Linked DNA regions of Macaca mulatta: region 2 is linked to region 1. Evidence: chromatin contacts called from public Hi-C data. All regions are on one chromosome and are shown on one strand. The core of a region is the stretch at or near the end of the contact, and the rest is flanking DNA. Distances in the headings are between cores, read along the strand shown.

Region 1 (3,514 bases), core at 362-2,861:
TCTTGTTACCAGAAGGGGTCCTGATCCAGACCCCAAGAGACAAGAAAGAACTTAAGGTGAGTCTATAAAGCATAAGGAAGTTTATTAAGAAAGTAAAGGAATACAGAATGGCTACTCCATATGCAGAGCAGCCCTGAGGGCAGCCGGTTGCCCATTTTTAAGACTGTTGATTATACGCTAAACAAGGAGTGGATTAATTCATACCTCCCCTTTTTAGACCATATAGGGTAACTTCCTGACGTTTCCATGGCATTTTTAAACTGGCATGGCACTAGCAGTGAGGATGAACAGAGGTCAGTCTCATCGCCATCTTGGTTTTGGTGGATTTTAGCTGGCTTCTTTACCTGTTTTATCAGCAAGGTGTTTATGACCTGTATCTTGTGCTGAGCTATCTCATCCTGTGACTAAGAATGCCTTAACTTACTGGGAACGCAGCCCAGGTCTTAGCCTTATTTACCTAGCCCCTATTCAAGATGGAGTTGCTCTGTTATAAATACCTCTGACAATCTCACTTATAAGTGGGACCTAAACATGGAAACAACAGATGCTGCAGACTACTAACTAGAGTGGGGAGGGGGGTGGTGTGGGTTGAAAAACTATTAGGTGCCATATACCCATATAACAAACCTGCAACCTACCTGGGTGCAATATATCCACGTAACAAACTTGTACATGTACCCCCATATATAAATAAAAGTTGATTTTTTTAAAAAGGCTTACAACGCTCCCTGTGACCTGCCCCCTGCCTAACTCTTCAGTCTCATCTGTTACTCTCCCTCCAACTGCGTTTCAGCCCAATTCAACTATTCTGTTTCTCCATCAAGCTTTTGCATATATTGCTCTTTCTGCCTCTTCACGCCTCTTAACCCAGTTAGGATGTACTTTTACCCTCTTAGCTTTCAACTCGGGTTCACTTCATCCAAGGACTCTGACCCACTTCGCCCAAAAACTTGGTAACGTTCTCCTTCTGTGCGCTCCCATTGCACACTGAATCACTCCACGCATAGCACACACCCTGCCATATCAGAGTTGCCTCTTTTGCTCTGTGCATTCCCCACCAGACTGCAGGCTCACTGAAATCACAGGCCACGTCTTGTTCATCCATATATCGTAACCACTCTCACAGTGGCCTGGCACGCAATAGACCTCAATAATCTTTCTTGAATGAATAGAAGATAGGAGATTTAAGCACCTGGAGGAGAAATTTTGAGCAGCAGAGACACTGGGAGGCAGCCATTTCGGACGAGGTGAAAAAAGTTTCAAAACCTTCTGCGTCAAGAGCATGCGAGACACAGTCCAATCTCTCCTTGGCCTCAGCCCCGCCCCGTTTCTTTCACTCAGAACTCGCCTCACCCCTGTGACTGCTTGTGACCTCATGCAGGTGTGATGAAGTCGCTCAAGGCCATGCTTGGGCTAAAGGCACTATGATCTTCCCGAGGGGCTGAAAGGGCGAGGGGACAGGAAAGTGGGCGTCTTGCTTTTGCATTCATAGTTATTATCCTCCCAAGGAGTCGGTGCACCAGTTCGTCTAGACAACCGGGCGCCAAGGGTGCCTCATCAACTAGCGACGAGTGAAGAGGGGGCGGGCAGAGATCCGCGAAGGAAGTGACGTAAAACGAGCGCCACAGAGAACGCGAGCTGGGAGTCCGTGGAGGCCATGGCCCCTCGGCGCCTCCTGTTGGTTGGGGAGGGGAATTTCTCCTTCGCCGCCGCTCTGAGCGAAACCCTGGATCAGAACACTCGTCTTACCGCCACCTGCCTCCAGCGACAGGCCGAGTTGACCCGGGATCCAGTGGCCCGGGAGAATCTGCGGTACCTGCGCGAGCGAGGTAGCGAGCCCGCCCCTCTGCGAAGCCCCGCCCAGCGGCTGGCGCGTCCCAAAGTGGAAAGGGTGGGGGCGTGGGGATGTAACCCACGTGGAGACTGTTCTTGATCGTCCCACGGATATTCACATAAAGCCGGCTTTGTGCCCAGACTTGGGCTGGTCTGCACGGTGTAAGTTAGGAAGAGGTTTTCTGTTCCATGTCTTAAGGCGTCCTCCCATCTCTATTTTGCGCCCCTATACTATCTTTGCCAGGTATTGATGTACGTTTCGGTGTGGACTGCACCCAGCTGACAGATGTCTTTGAACTGCACGACAGAGAATTTAATCAAATTTATTTCAACTTTCCGCATTGTGGACGCAAAGCTGGCGTAGCTAAGAACAGGGAACTGCTTGCCAAGTTTTTCCAAAGGTGAGGAAAGGAGTGCCCTCACAAGGAAAATGTTTAAGATGTCCATAACATAGTTACTGTACCCAAACATAAGGCACACGTGCAAGCTACTATATGTTTAGAAGAGAATATAAAACATCAAAGGAACCCCCAATTTAGGTTGGAAAAATATATATAAATCCTAAATGCTAAATGAAAGTACAAATAGTGTACTCTTGGGTGTGTAAAAGACGATCATTTGTTTTTGACAGTGCAAAATAATGAGAGCCATATAGTCTAATGGCTAAGAACGTTCACTTAGAAGCCGGACTGCCTGGATTCAAATCCCAGCGCACCACTTAACAGTTGTTATTTTTTTATTTTTATTTTTTTTGAGACAGAGTCTCACCCTGTCGCCCAGGCGGGAGTGCAGTGGCGCAATCTCGGCTCACTGCAAGCTCCGCCCCCATTCTCCTGCCTTAGCCTCCCAAGTAGCTGGGAGTGTAGGCGCCCGCCACCACGCCCGGCTAATTTTTTGTATTTTTAGTAGAGACGGGGTTTCACCGTGGTAGCCAGGATGCTCTAAATCTCCTGACTTCATGATCCGCCCTCCTCGGCCTCCCAAAGTGCTGGGATTACAGGCATGAGCCACCATGCCTGGCCAACAGTTGTTATTTTAAGCAAGCTTACTGAATCTTTACATGCTTCCGTGTTCTCAAGTGTAAACTAGGGATATTAATAGTAACTAATTGGGCCAGGCGCGGTGGCTCACGCCTGTAATCCCAGCAGTTTGGGAGGCCGAGGTGAGCAGATCACCTGAGGTCAGGAAATCGAGACCATCCTGGCTACCACGGTGAAACCCGTCTCCACTAAAAATACAAAAAATTAGCCAGGTATGGCGGCATGCGCCTGTAATCACGGCTAGTTGGGAGGCTGAGGCAGGAGAATCACTTGAACTTGGGAAGTTGCGGTTGCAGTGAGCTGAGATTGTGCCACTGCACTCCAGCCTGGGCAACAGAGCAAGACTCCATCTCAAAAAAAAAAAAAAAGTAACAGCCTCATTAAATTATTGTGAACTGAAAACAATGCTCTACATGATTATACCACAAGTCATGATACTATTGCAGGTGTCCAAGGGGGCACAGCTGTCAATAAACTTTTGACAGAGGCAGTATTTTAAACTAGTGTTTGAATTTCAGGAGGGCAATGAAAAGAACTTTCTAAATGGGAAGAAACAGCCTAAGCAGTGAATCATATATAGAAACTGTGCAGATATTGACCTTTCTGTGACATATGCATGAACAACACAAATGCAAAGCAGA
Region 2 (3,514 bases), core at 600-3,099, 48 kb before region 1:
CGCCTGCCTTGGCCTCCTAAAGTGCTAGGATTACAGGCGTGAGCCACCGCGCCTGGCCCGGCATGTATAATTCTAAGGCAGAAATGTGTATATTGCACTTTAAGCTTACAAAGTACTATCATCTACATCATCTTATTTGACCTTTGCAGTAAATAATCTCTGAAAACAGGTTAATTTTTTTTTTTTAAAACTTTTTTGAGATGGAGTCTCGCTTTGCAGCCCAGGCTGGAGTGCAGTGGCGCGATCTCAGCTCACTGCAGCCTCCACCTATCGGTACAAGCGATTCTCCTGCCTCAGCCCCCAGAGTAGCTGGGATTACAGGCGTCAGCCACCACGCCTGGCTAATGTTTTGTATTTTTAGTAGAGACAGGGTTTCGCCATGTGTTGGACATGCTGGTTTCAAGCTCCTGACCTCAGGTGATCCACCCACGTCGGCCTCCCAAAGTGCTAGGATTATAGACATGAGCCACCCCGCCCCGCCAGTACTAACCCGGCCCGACCCTGTTTAGCTTCCAAGATCAAAAGAGATCGAGCGCCTTTCAGGGCGGTATGGCCATTAAATTTTGCATTTTTAGTAGAGACAGGGTTTCTCATTGTTGGCCAGGGTGGTCTCCAACTCCTGACCTCAGGTGATCCGCCCGCCTCAGACTCCCAAAGTGCTGGGATTACAGGCGTGAGCCACCGCGCCTGGCCACCTTCATTTAATATATAGAAAATAGGCTACAGAGTTTCTCCACAAATTAGTGGTGGGGGCAGCCCTCCAACCCACCTTTTCTGAATCTGCCTGCATTGACTCTTTGCCAGACAACAGGCCGGGAAAAAGTGATAATGGTAATGATATAATGGCAGCCAACATTTGACTACAAACTATGTACTTGTTGCAAGTGCTTTAAATTCTCACACTTTATGGAGCTAATACTATTTTTTTTTTTTTTTTTTTTTTTTTTTTGAGATGGAGTCTTGCTCTGTCCCCCAGGCTGGAGTGCAGTGGCGAGATCTCGGCTCACTGCAACCTCCGCCTCCCCGGTTCAAGCGATTCTCCTGCCTCAGCCGCCTGAGTAGCTGGGATTACAGGCCCGTGCCACCATGCCTGGCTAATTTTTGTATTTTTAGTGGAGACGAGGTTTCACTATGTTGGCCAGGCTGGTCTCGAACTCCAGACCTCAGGTGATCCGCCCGCCTCAGCCTCCCAAAGTGCTGGGATTACAGGCATGAGCCACCGCGCCAGGCGGATACTATCATTGCCAACTTTTGTGTGTGCGTGTGCTACAATTTCATTTTCAGTACTCTACCAGTCTTTAATCATCCCTCTTAGGGACCAGCAGAGAGACAGCGGTATTTGGGGAGAACGGAGAACAGACTGAGAAAGGGGAGTGCGTTACCCCTCCTCTCCAAGCTCTTAAAGTCTGAAGCAGGAAACTGCACACTAAGAATGTACAAGGCTGAGAGTGGGTTTGGTCTTTGAAATTTTAGCCTCCTCCTACCCGCTTCAACCTCGCCACCTCCGCGTGTCCCCAGTTTCGATGTGGATGATCAACTTGGGTAATATTTTTGTTACCCGCCACCTTTCAGCACCTACCTCTTAAATTATGGGTCCGTCTGGTTCAGCATCTCTGTCCCCAGCCCTCCTGGGCTGGGCCTGCCCCTGCTCTGGCTTTGCCGCGGCATTCCCGCTGCCATGGTGATGCGGAGGCCGGCCACAGGCCCCGCCCGCCTCCAGCCAGCCCGAGCCAGCCCCTGCCGGCCTTGGTCCCGCCTCCGGCCCGCCGGATCCCGCCTCCTGCAGGTCCTGACCGCCCCCGCGCCCCCGGACCCAGATCCTCCCACTGCCGTTCCGGACCCGCCTCCCAGGAGCCCCGACAACAACCAATCCCGGCAAGGACCTCAAGGGAACTGCGCCCTCTGCCAATGGTAGCCCGCCCCCTGTTATTCCCAAACCCCACCCGCCTCCAGCTCCGCCTCCAACCGCGGCCTGGGGGTGGGGCCGGAAGGCCTCTCTACTGGCTGGACTTTCGAACCGCCCTTAAAACTGGGCGGGATGCGCTGTCCTCGCGAGGAGCCTTGGGGCCCCGCCCCAGAAAACACGCCAGGCATGTTTCTCAGGCCATTTATTGATCCTAGCGGCCCCGCACCTGCGAGAGCCAACAGTCCCTCCGAGGGAAGTTTCCGGGCCTCGCTGTGCTGTCGGTTATCAGTGTCTTGAGGTTCTGTAGGCCCATGGTTGGAGAGCGCTTCCTCCACGCCTCATCCCCCTCCCCCATTTGTCTGTTAAGGTCTGGAGCCTGACTCAGCCCAAGCCAGCCCTGGTGTCTGAATGTAAAAGCTCAGAATGCTTTTCCAGAGCACCTCCCCTTCAGCTTTGGAGTTTAAGGTGTGTGAAAAAGGATACCATTAATTAAAGTCCGACAAGATCAGCCCACGTGCTTATAGGCTAACTTTTAACCTGCTCTTTCTGCACTTTTCAAGAGCAGGAGCAACAATGGTGAGGTCGAAGACCTACCTCCCTGCACACTCCACCTAACCTCATGTGGCTACCTAAGTTTAGCTATCCACTCATAGCTAAACCAACTATAACTCCAACCTAACAGTGGCAAGTAAGAGGCCAGGGGAGAAACTGGGACGCTCACAATTCCTGGGGCTTTGGAGTTCTTTAAGCTTAAAACGTGGCCAACATCCCTGGGTTGCCACCCAATTCCCCAAAGCTGTAGATTCTCCCCCACAGGAGTAGTGGTTAACGATGGACTGGGCCTTCCTCCCCAAGGCTCACACCAGGGTCCCGTTCTTGCTGTCATAGAGAGGTGTGGCCTGGGGGAAGCGAAGGGTCGCATACTCTGTAGCGTCTTCTAAATGCACTTGTTTCGCTTCCCAGGAATGGGGACGGCTGCACACTTGAATGTCAGCATAATGTAAGTTGCTGTCTTCCCACATGAGGCCTGGACTCCTCTCTTGAGACCCTTGCTGCTGTAACACCCGCTCATACGTGTGTCCTGTTGTTTCATGGCCCTGCGAGGAATGGATAGCATTAAGGGAGATTCATGGCTTGGTTTTGCCCCTCACCTCCAATGCAGGGGCAGGTCGACTGATGTCCCTTCGCTTTGCTCCTTTGAGGGGCAGAGGAGGACAGACAGAGCCAGCAAATTCTACAGGTGACTGAAATGTGTCTGTTGCAGGGCAAAAGAGCTGGCTACTGGGATCCCATGTCCGAGCAGCCCCGGAGAGGGGACAGAGGCCTGTCATTACCTTTGGGCCATTCTGCTGCAGCTGTCGTGGCTGTGGCTTCAGTGTCCGTCTTGCTTGGCTTCCTGAGGGGAAGAAATCCAACTTAAATTCATTCTCTCTTCCCTGTCTCTGTTGAGACTGCCTTTTCAACTCACTATTAAACTATCACGGCAGGCTTCCGTCTAATCTCCCTGCCTCCATTCTCACTTCTTTCATGTCTACTAGTCCTAAATCCAAACTCCTTAGCAGGGTTTACAATCTGGCCCTTTCACAATCTGGCCATATTATCTTCCAT

What was found. Hi-C and Micro-C count contacts between places; a contact is called where the count stands out from the background.
Region 2: a Hi-C map of liver shows a contact between it and region 1, with 3 times the contacts expected there. The contact joins the promoter of DIXDC1 here to the promoter of FDXACB1 in region 1. A contact is called at or near these places in 4 of 14 Hi-C or Micro-C datasets (CD4 T cells, cortical neurons, fetal cortex germinal zone and 1 more).

Annotation. Positions count from the first base shown.
Region 1 is chr14:112,625,329-112,628,842 of T2T-MMU8v2.0, reverse strand. It overlaps FDXACB1 (ferredoxin-fold anticodon binding domain containing 1), which reads left to right and starts at 1,611. Exons shown (of 5, transcript XM_015115679.3): 1 at 1,611-1,829; 2 at 2,078-2,234. The coding sequence starts at 1,658. It overlaps CFAP68 (cilia and flagella associated protein 68), which reads right to left and starts at 1,541. Exons shown (of 4, transcript NM_001194787.2): 1 at 1,193-1,541. The coding sequence starts at 1,237.
Region 2 is chr14:112,673,520-112,677,033 of T2T-MMU8v2.0, reverse strand. It overlaps DIXDC1 (DIX domain containing 1), which reads right to left and starts at 1,849. Exons shown (of 21, transcript XM_015115680.3): 1 at 1,580-1,849. C14H11orf52 (chromosome 14 C11orf52 homolog) reads right to left here. Exons shown (of 4, transcript NM_001194789.1): 3 at 3,241-3,302; 4 at 2,341-3,003. The coding sequence ends at 2,764.